3 separate regions of the Zea mays genome follow, and regions 2 and 3 are each linked to region 1. A link is a contact called in public Hi-C data. All regions are on one chromosome and are shown on one strand. The core of a region is the stretch at or near the end of the contact, and the rest is flanking DNA. Distances in the headings are between cores, read along the strand shown.

Evidence for each region. A called contact is a pair of places that touch in the nucleus more often than the background predicts.
Region 2: a contact with region 1 is called in a Hi-C map of endosperm, with 2.3 times the contacts expected there. The contact joins the promoter of LOC103651217 here to the promoter of LOC100272291 in region 1. A contact is called at or near these places in 6 of 25 Hi-C or Micro-C datasets (ear, endosperm, leaf and 2 more).
Region 3: a Hi-C map of tassel shows a contact between it and region 1, with 9 times the contacts expected there. The contact joins the promoter of LOC100281022 here to the promoter of LOC100272291 in region 1. A contact is called at or near these places in 15 of 25 Hi-C or Micro-C datasets (bundle sheath, ear, endosperm and 4 more) and 2 of 3 datasets of contacts at active chromatin or transcription factors (leaf and seedling).

The regions. Positions count from the first base shown.
Region 1 is chr3:204,405,916-204,409,200 of Zm-B73-REFERENCE-NAM-5.0, forward strand. It overlaps LOC100272291, which reads left to right and starts at 1,533. Exons shown (of 15, transcript NM_001146778.1): 1 at 1,533-1,600; 2 at 1,699-1,830; 3 at 2,491-2,578; 4 at 2,874-2,915. The coding sequence starts at 1,542. It overlaps LOC103651221, which reads left to right. Exons shown (of 11, transcript XM_020550478.1): 11 at 1-147.
Region 2 is chr3:204,189,499-204,192,783 of Zm-B73-REFERENCE-NAM-5.0, forward strand. It overlaps LOC103651217 (downstream target of AGL15-4), which reads right to left and starts at 1,628. Exons shown (of 3, transcript XM_008676837.3): 1 at 820-1,628; 2 at 366-711; 3 at 1-134. The coding sequence starts at 1,379. LOC103651216 (kinesin-like protein KIN-14C) reads right to left here. Exons shown (of 22, transcript XM_008676836.3): 21 at 2,753-2,853; 22 at 2,293-2,573. The coding sequence ends at 2,503.
Region 3 is chr3:204,267,787-204,271,071 of Zm-B73-REFERENCE-NAM-5.0, forward strand. It overlaps LOC100281022, which reads right to left and starts at 1,629. Exons shown (of 6, transcript NM_001153941.1): 1 at 1,495-1,629; 2 at 1,167-1,297; 3 at 982-1,050; 4 at 447-518; 5 at 266-338; 6 at 1-175. The coding sequence starts at 1,554. The coding sequence ends at 119.

The sequences.
Region 1 (3,285 bases), core at 283-2,782:
TGCTAAGGCAGGTGTTAGATTTAGACGTGTTTAGTTTATAGAGACTAATTTTTAGTCCCTTCATTTTATTCCATTGGCGTCTAGAACGGATTGGTTATACCCGTTGGGGTACCGGATATGAGTAGTGCAAATACCCGTTTTTTTGGATACGGATTCGGGTAGTTTTATATTCGGGACGGATACGTGTAAATACCCGGATACTGTAGCTTCGGATTCGGGTCGGATACAGAGCAAGAACTACCCGGAAAATACCCGGATATTCGGGTCGGATACAGGTAACCAGAATTCGGGTACCTGTTTTTTTTTGCGTAATATAGTTATAAAATCATAACTTTTACATATGAAACCGAATGAAAATAAAGTTTATATGAAAATTGCAAAACTTGAAGAGATCTATAACTTTGTAATACATCAATTTTTTTAAACATATCTTGAGACCAAAATAATTGAAATAATGTCTAAAATTATATCAAATTAATAGACTTTATCATTTTATGTGGGGGGTTAAGGTTATCTCCACGTGGGAACTTAATGTTATATTTTTATAGACTATTTATTAGTATTGATGACTTATTTGTATTTTCGGTCGATACTACAATATTTTAAGGATTCAATTGTATTTTAATGATTTTATATGACAAGAAATTAATAATACATAAATAGCCTCAAAAAATCGTGAAATTTTACGAAGACACAACATATGTCCATATGTAACCATAAAAATGTTTGGATCATAAGATCTATAAGATGCATGTGTTTCTTCCATTTCACTTTCACTTATTTGTATGAGTTACCTATGAAATCAGTGTAAGTATCCAAGTTTCAATATAATTAGTACTTTATTTTATCATTTTCATATGAGGACTTGAGTTATCTTCGTATAAAATGTTTATTAGTTTTTGTAACTTATTTGCAATTTTTGAGTGAAACTAGAATATTTTATGATTTTAAAATATTGCGGTGTTGATTCTACAATGTCCTTGTGATAAGTAACTTTGAAGTGCATGATGTCAATTTTATCGGTTTCCTTTCTTACATTTGATCTATCATATACATGATTATGTATTGCTTAACTTATGGATGATTGGACAATTAATATCATCGGACGAACTAACCGACAATTATCCGTTACCTACCCGAGTAGTATATGTTATCCGTTTCTTACCCGTCCGAATTATTACCCGGTTCTGTTATGTATCTGTCACGAATCTTAACTACATGTATCCGATCTCGTATTAAAGAGAAATACATTAGGATAAGATATAAAATGACTATGTATCGGTCTTGTTTTCATCCCACACACGGGCGTCTCTTACGGTCTTACCCCGCGGTAGGCTGGCTCTAGAATGCCTGTTGGGTTGGGCTGGATCTGCACCGTCCGGTTCCATTCCACCCGACCTGTTTTACGCGGCCCACCCTGCCTGGGCTCGCCATCGCCGAACACACACACGTCGGTCCAAACACGCGCCGTCCGCTCGCGGCTTCTCCAACCAAAGCCGTGCAGCCAAATCCGAAGGGTAGCGTAGCACGGGGACGACGCCATGAGCCGCGCGCTCCTCTCCCACGTCCTCCACCGTCCGCCGCACTTCGCGTACACCTGGTACGGCACGCTCTGCTCAAACCTTAGCCGCTTATATATCTTTTTACTCGCCGTTGACGCTGCATCTTCTGTTTTTCCCCCGCCGTTTGGCGACGTAGCTTAAGGAGTGGCGTTGGTGCCCGAGGAGGAGTGCTCGCTTCTGGCATCCACCCACTCCGTCGTCTCAATTGCAGCGCGGTTGAAGCCGTTCCCGGCCCCACCGAGGAGGCGCCTGCTCCTCAGGCAAGGAAGTAAGTTCAGCGCCTCCCTGTCAGTGTGGTGTTCGACGTAATGCTTTCTTGCGTATTTTCGGGTTTGTGTGGCAGTTTGGCTTTTAGCACGTCACCTTTGGGAAAATCGCTCGTGGACCTGCATTTTAGTGTGGCTAATTCACTATAGAGGACATTTTAATGCAATGGCGTAAGGCTCTGAGTTTGTCCAGATGTTGATGCTTTCGGGTATACCTTCATTGGATATATAGGGTTTGTGATGTTTTGGAATTCTGCAATTGATCAATGCTAGATTTTTTTTAATAGCGATCAATGCTAGAATTGAATTGCTGTAGAATGCATTCTACTTGCTGCTTGCAGTCGTGGTTGGTTAGAGGAAACTGTTTGTATGAGGAGGATTTCTCTAGGAACTTTTATTTATCCATAATGATGGTGTCTATTTCCATGATGGCTCATAGTTACTAAAATTTGCTTATGTGTCACAGAAAGTTTCCATATGGCCTGTTTGGATGGGGAGGATTTCTTTATGAACTTTTAGTTATCCATAATGATGTTGTCTATTTCCGTGATGGCTCATAGTTAATTAGTTATATAATGAATTCATGTTAAGGTTATGATTTGGTTCTGATAAATCTTTTTACTCTCTTTTCTCTAAACCGAACACTGTGTTCACTGTTGCAGGAAAAGAGTAGTTTCTGGTGTACAGCCAACAGGATCGGTTCACCTTGGAAATTATCTAGGGGCAATTAAGAATTGGGTTGCACTTCAGGTATTACATGTGTTGCTTTGAAAGTACAAGTTCCTTTGAATTGCAGTGTATAGGCTTTGCTTAAGTGGTAGAGAACTAAAAAGAACTTGAAAGGAATGAAAATTGAAAACAATCAGAGATTCAGAGTATTAGTCAAGAAACAGTTTGTTCAGTAGCAAGGCCTTTTCAGTTATGATATTTTTTCTTCCATATTGAAATTGAACTATATTCAAGAGGTAACTACAAAGTAGGGAACTTATCCAGTGTTGATCCATCCCTTGCTCGTTATATCTTCATTTATGTCACTTCTGTGCAGGATTCATATGAGACATTCTTTTTCATCGTGGATCTTCATGCAGTAAGTTCTTTCTTAGGATATATCCATCTTACAACAGGAGCATAATAATTGTATTAGTTTTACAGCTTGATAAATTGAGATGAAAGCTTGTACCCTGTTCTGGTGTCCTTAGAAAAATTACAGCCTTCCTATTAACTTACTTTCTTAAATATCTCTTTCACATATGCTGCATGGTATTTGTGTAATACATGAGATTCTTTCAATCTTATGATGTTAGCTAAGTGTTGTCCATGTTGTATATTCAAACTATGTTGTCACCTGGCGGGAGTATTTGAAGAATAAGAAGCTGCTTATGTTCTTGTTCTGTTTATTTCATAATTGATTTTTGTAATGATATTGCAGTCTATGGTTCATTCTTTTTAATTTTTAG
Region 2 (3,285 bases), core at 378-2,877, 220 kb before region 1:
TTCGGAGGAGCCTCCTTTGCCGCAGCTGCTGAAGAGCAGGAAAGGAAGAACTCTGCCGCGATAGCATCGCTGCTGTCTCCTTGGAGGTCACTGTTGTAAGCTGGTTTGCCGGACACACTTTTGTAGAGCCCGCACTGCGTCCATGGAAACGGAACAGGTCAGTGGCGAGGCCTGAATCATGATGAACAATGATGTAAGTGATGGAATGTGCCCATGGCTTCCAAATTCAGACAGTTCATTGTTTGGACTTTGGAGTACGGACACTTTTTTTTGTTGCTGGCCTTCGCTTTAGCCATGCAGGATGTTTTCAGCTTTCCTAATTGCAATTGCAATTTCTGAGTTTTATGGCAAGATGCATTTATTACCTGTAGTTGGTCACCGACGGTGACGACGAGGGCGCCGTCGAGGGGCGAGAACCTGGACCAGCCTCGCCGCGAGAAGACGTGGAACGCCGACGCGCCGGGGCAGAGATGGAGGGCGAGAGCGCGGGAGCACCGCGAGCTCCGTACCAGCATCCGCAGGACGTCATCTTGACTGATCGGACCGGACGCGCTGCTGCCGCCGAGTCGGTGCTTGCGGATGCAGAGAAGCGAGCCGTTCGCTTCAGCTTTAGGCAACGATTCAGCTGCTGCACTACTGGCGTGCTGCAAGGCGTGCAGGAGCTTGGTTGAAGCCTGCTCAAGTTGGGTAAACAAATCGTCTGCTTCGTTCCTGCGACCCAGCAAAATCCAGAGGCGTGTCGATACGTTGTGAATTCGCGACACGTATTACCGACCTAACCTTTACCTGAGTTTTTCTACTGACATGGGAAGTCCGTACCTGAATTGGTTGGGGCCATTTCGCAACGGCTGAGTTCCCGCCATTTCTTGGTCTCCTTCGCCCCGCAGCCACCACAGCTCGTCCTCGTCTCCTGCTCGCATCCCCTCCGTCTCCAACGCCGGCGATCTTCTGGACTTGGCAGCACGCGACGCTGCCGACAGCAAGCTCGCGTGGACCCCGTGTCCGACCATCTGGAAGCACCCAAACGCGACGGCGGCCGCCCTCATTGCCTCCACCGCGGACCCTCCATCCCCCGACGGCACCGGGTCAAGCAGGCGCATGTCGACGACAGGCGGCGCCCAGGCCGCCACCGTCTTGTTTTTGTTTCTCCGTGGGCCGGGCCTGGGCCCCTCCGGCAGGCGCAGCACTGGGACCCTGGCGGAGCAGCGCAGGAACCTGCCGATGTCGTCGTCATCCTGGCACTCGCCGTACCCGGACGACCCCGAGCTGCTGCTGCCGGTCAGAACGCCGGTGACCGGGGACGGCGGCGGCGCCCGGAACTCCGGCGCCGGCAGCTCCCGGGGCCGCTGAAGGTAGGTGACAAAGGACGCAGTAGACATGAGTGGTTCTGCTTGGGTTGTTAGCTCATGGCGCTCTACCGCCTCCTCTAGTAGGTCGTGGTCATGTATACACACACGGCTCGGCTGAACTTCGAATACAAGAGGTGCCACCGTGCCAGCCAAATCCTACCAGTTTCTAGTGAATTTGAGTTCATCCTAGGGACACGAGCGTGCGTGGTGGTGGTGGCCAAGGACGACCAAAATGGGCTTTGAAGTGGGGCTCCAAGCTTGTTTGGTTCGCTTCCTTTGTGCGGTAAAGAGGGACAAGGGAAGGCAGTCGGCAGATGACAGCTCGAAAGAGGGGGGAGGGGGTGGCATGATGCAGCATCATTGTGCCAGCCAGGGGCTGATCCAACTGTATCTGTGTACCGTCCGTCCGAATATCGTTATGTTGTTCTGCGTTCTGTTAAAGATGTTCTGGAACACATATTAGCGCTTTTGGTTTTCGTTGAGCTGCTTTGGTTCGTTCAGTTCTGCTTGCACCATCCTGTGCGACTGTACGTGCATTTTACTTCTTTATTTAATTTATATTATTATTATTATGGAATATTCGCAGTCTTTTTCGTTCTGGAATATATTATTATTATTATTATTATTATTATTATTATTATTATTATTATTATTATTATTATTATTATTATTATTATGAAGTTTTAGATCTATTGTTTCGGCAAATCCAGAGTTCGTGAAGCTCAGCTTACCGTTTGGCAAACTTTCTTTAAAACGAAGCTGGTTTGTCAAGCTTTCTGTAGAGTGAAGCTGCTGTTTGATCTGAAGCTATCCCGAGCTTTTCGTTTCTCGCCTGATGCTAGCGCCTAGCGGCCAAGGCCAGATTCGGCAGACAGGGCCCAGGACTGAGGCCTCGGCACTTCGGCAGTCGGCAGAGCCGGCTGAACTCAAAACGCAACGGCGCTGTCGCAACAACATTTCCCACCAAAAGCCGGCTGCTCACCATCATACTCAACAGACCGTTTACAAGTGAAACCGTTACAGTGACATACCCTTGCATCGCACCAACCCGTTGACCGTAGTGTTTCAGCAGCGCAATCTCCGAGTCGGTTTACAAACGCCCACGCATTGCATCAGCCATCAACATGACAAACCCCAGATGCTCTTTATTTCTCTACCGCCTCTTCGGGGGTTTCACTGAAGATCCTCCTCCTGTCGCCTGGCTTCCTGTAGATGTCGTGCGACCTGTAAACGAATACGAGCGTTGATCGATGTCATGGGATCGCATCATGCCTAGCGATGCTCGCAAATTGCGAAAGCATCGACCAGCTACTGCACGATTTGATTTAATACCAGTGAAGTGATACCGGGCAGCAATGCCTACTACCATGTAGCATGCAAAGTGGTTCACGTTTCCAATGTACCTGACGGTTTCAGGGCAGACTCCCTTGGTTTTGGCTTCGAATTTGCAGGCTGCCCATTCTTTGTGAGAAACAGCCTGCCTATCCTTGATGGGGCCTTCTGCCTGTAATTTTAGTGTAAGAGAATAAGGTTCCACACTTCTATTGCATAGAGCAGGGTTACATATATAGACCCAAGAAACCCTAAGAGCCAACAGCTCACATACATGGATAATATAGGAACACACACTCTAACATCCCCCGCAGTCACAACAAGAGCACTGCAAACAATGAGACTAGAGAAGAGCCAAAGGTAGGAGCCGACGAGCTAAACCGCCCCTCCCCGGTCGCAGTGTCGTGAGGGTGCGAATGTTGTGGCTAAAGTAGAGACCGTTGTGCACTCCATGTAGATGATAGTCCCGGATGTCGAGGTAGCCGAAGTCGAGATGGGTCTACGTTCGAGCGTCAACGGTCGGTGGGGCGACACAAAAAGGACAACAACAGCCTCGTGGACCTTCTTACTTCTTTCCGTGTCCAGTCGTCGAGGAGCCTGCCAG
Region 3 (3,285 bases), core at 379-2,878, 140 kb before region 1:
CATATCATCTCTTGTTTCGCTTCGTATGCTGACCCCTAATTGCTGCGCAGCAGGGCCACTGGGCCAGTCAGTTGTAGTGAGGTATCTTCTTGGGTCATACTCCGTTTTCCTGCAACTCCTAGTTCTTACATCCAGGCCTGGTGGCAGCTCCAGCAGGACCAGCTTGTCGTAGCAGCTGTGTGTATTAACACAAACTGAGATCCATGGCTCATGACACAAGCTACAGAACGATGGATCATGGATGAGATGTGTGGCGGATGATTACCTGGAAATAGGCCTCTAGTTTCTGCCTCAGGGCACCGTGCTCCCTCTTCACTTTCTGGAACGATCTCATACAACTGCAAGCCAAAACAATCCACGGGAGTAAACGATGGCTGTTCTCATTTCTTGACATGATGACTGATGAGGCAAAAATCTGAAAGAGCTAAGCAGCCAGAGAGACAGACCCTTCAACATTTCCCTGTCCGCAGTAATCCCGGAATGACACGCACTCACTCTTCATCCTTGAAGCACCAATGCTGCATCAAGTTTTGTAACATCGTCAGACACACGTAAACTTTATATAAATGTAAAACAATGGTAATGTGTTCAAATGTCAGAGTTATGTTTGCTTTACATCTGATTCGAACCATGGCATATATGTTTACAGAAGTACACGGAACTACATAATATGAGTTTTTTTCTCTGAGATACCAGACCAGCTTAAAGCCTCCAAGAACCTTGGTACAAGCATACTGGACATGTCATTAGTGAGACATTGATATGCTTCAGTTTTTTCCCCACTTTTTTTTAAGAAGCTGAAGCATGCAGTATTTGTTTCAAAAATGATAGTGTCAGCTTTGCAGGATGTTCAATAGTTAAACCCAGTAGTCCTCATTGTTCACAGAACTATAAAGTAAGGTTTGTGTGCTGTAATGAATCAGTCACACAGAATGGATCGTATGCAACTAAAAAAAATATCCAGATGCAGCACCAAGATACCTGGAACAGCTGCCTTTTAGCTGCTGCATGTATGCATCCCATCTATTGAAATCTTTGGGGTATTTTTCCCTGCAGCAGTGTCACAAAATTTTAATCAGTCAAGTCCAACACTTCTGCTTGCATCATATTTTCTTTATTTTCTGAACAAGAAATCACTTCTCCCTTGCTCTGCATGTTTTACTTACAGAGCCTGTTCAGCATTTGATATTAGCCTGGCCGAGTCCTTGAAAAACAAAGTGACAACCTCTTCCGCGAAATTAGGACTAGCTTCATCCTGCAAGTCTTCCACCTGGCAAAATTGCTCATCTAGGTACCCCTGTCGACGAAACAAAACTTACTGAGTCAGCATTCGACATATCAAAGAAAAACATTGAAAACCATAAGACAGCATGTAGCAGTGTCTGCCATGGATGGGACCACAAGCAGGCATGCTTATACATATGAAAAAGGTCCTTGTGCAAGCATAAAGATAAAGTATTGATTAGAAATATCCACATCGAGTATAATACATGCCTGATCAAAGAGAGTCTTTTTCATGGATGCAGCTTGGCGACGCAAATTAGAATAATCCATTCGTATGAATGAACTAGCCAAAGGGTTGCAAGGCGAAGGAAGGTGATGCAGATAGGAACACACTTCACAAGTCACAAGACATGTATCAACTGGTGGGAGCAATGGATATAGAAAACTGAGCAGGCCATATGCTTATATAGCGGAGGAGGCAGTTTTCTGTTTGCCTACCAAACACAAGTGAAAACTTAGATATTCCAGTTTCTGGATAGCAAATGTGACCATCCTGCGTGCACTGGTGATTTGATTGCCACGGTGTGCACAAGCTATCCACATTTTGGAGAGTGACTTGAATAGATGCGGATTCTTGGAGCCTGTATCTCTTTATAAGAGATATATGTTGGTGTATAACAATCGCAAATAAATAATCATTATAGGAACTTACTTTTAGGAATTACCAAGAGTTAACCTGTTTCATGGCGTCCAGGCTATATATTTCCCAAATAAAACCGATCAAAGATGGAATTAGCTGATTGAACAACACCAACGGCTTTCTGTAGGTGTAAGTAAAACATGATACAATACTGTATTATTATTTTACATGACACCCCCACATAAAAGTAAACACATTTGGGTGAAGATAATTAAGATCTAATACGGTAACTACTGTCGTATTTTCTCACGTTGGATTGCTCAAAAGAACATAAAGACATGGACTATCAGAACAAGTGAACAAGTCTCAGGCATGATCTTAATGCATATAGTCAGAACTCTGTAGATGGCAACCTAGAAAATATGGGCCAATCATGCAATTTAGTTAAGCTAAAGCACCCTAAACAATAGGTGACCGTTTAGTCCTTCTAAGAAAATGCAGAAATCAGACAACACTGAAGTCAGATTGCTACACATCAGTATATTTAACTTATAAAGTTATAATGGTACCTTGTAGCTGTTTTGTGGGTCAGCGAATTGGAGAATACTGCTGTGTGTGTGTTTTATAAAAAAAACAGTATCCTAAGACTGTCTCCAGTAGAGTGTGAAAAATAGGGGACACAGAACCATAGATGACATTGTTTATAGAGAGGAGTTTGAAATAGGAGATAGGATATGGGATCTGCTGGAGATAGCCTAAAACTACACAAGAAATTCTCCAGTGACAAATCCTAGTACAGAATGTAATCACACAAATGGGAAAGTTGGAATAAGATGCCTTTTGTGCCCCTCAAAGTTCAAACATAATGAGGTGATAAAATCTGGGAGAATGACTGAGAACTAGAATAGGGCCAAGATGCTTTACTTTGAGCCTCAGCCAAAGAACAGGACAAAGAATAATTGTCATAAGCCAATGTTCTCTTGGGGCATTGGGCCACGTGGCAAAACTAACAGCCTTTTGCAAAAGGGGTAAAAGAGATTCATTTAATGATTGCTCCGATGATTGCAGTTCACCACGAGTCAACATCACAACTTGATGATAAGAGGAATACAGCATGGAGATCAGAAATTCGAAACAAACAGAAAGCCTATACAGGAAATGGATATTGGCAGAAAGAAAATTCTGGACGGGTCATTGCCATAGCCACAGATGAATAAACAGCAAACATTGTCTACATGCAAGCTATTCAGTCAGTGCCTTCCCCGAATGGTGCTTAAATATTCAAAAATATCCCAAGGCATGGTCCCACTGTTCATTCCGGTACTGTTGTCTCTATTATCCATTTCAAAAGTGAGTATTCTCAAGGCAATGATTTTCCTCCTGCCAAAATCTATTTGTCATTCATTATGTTTTTTTACTAT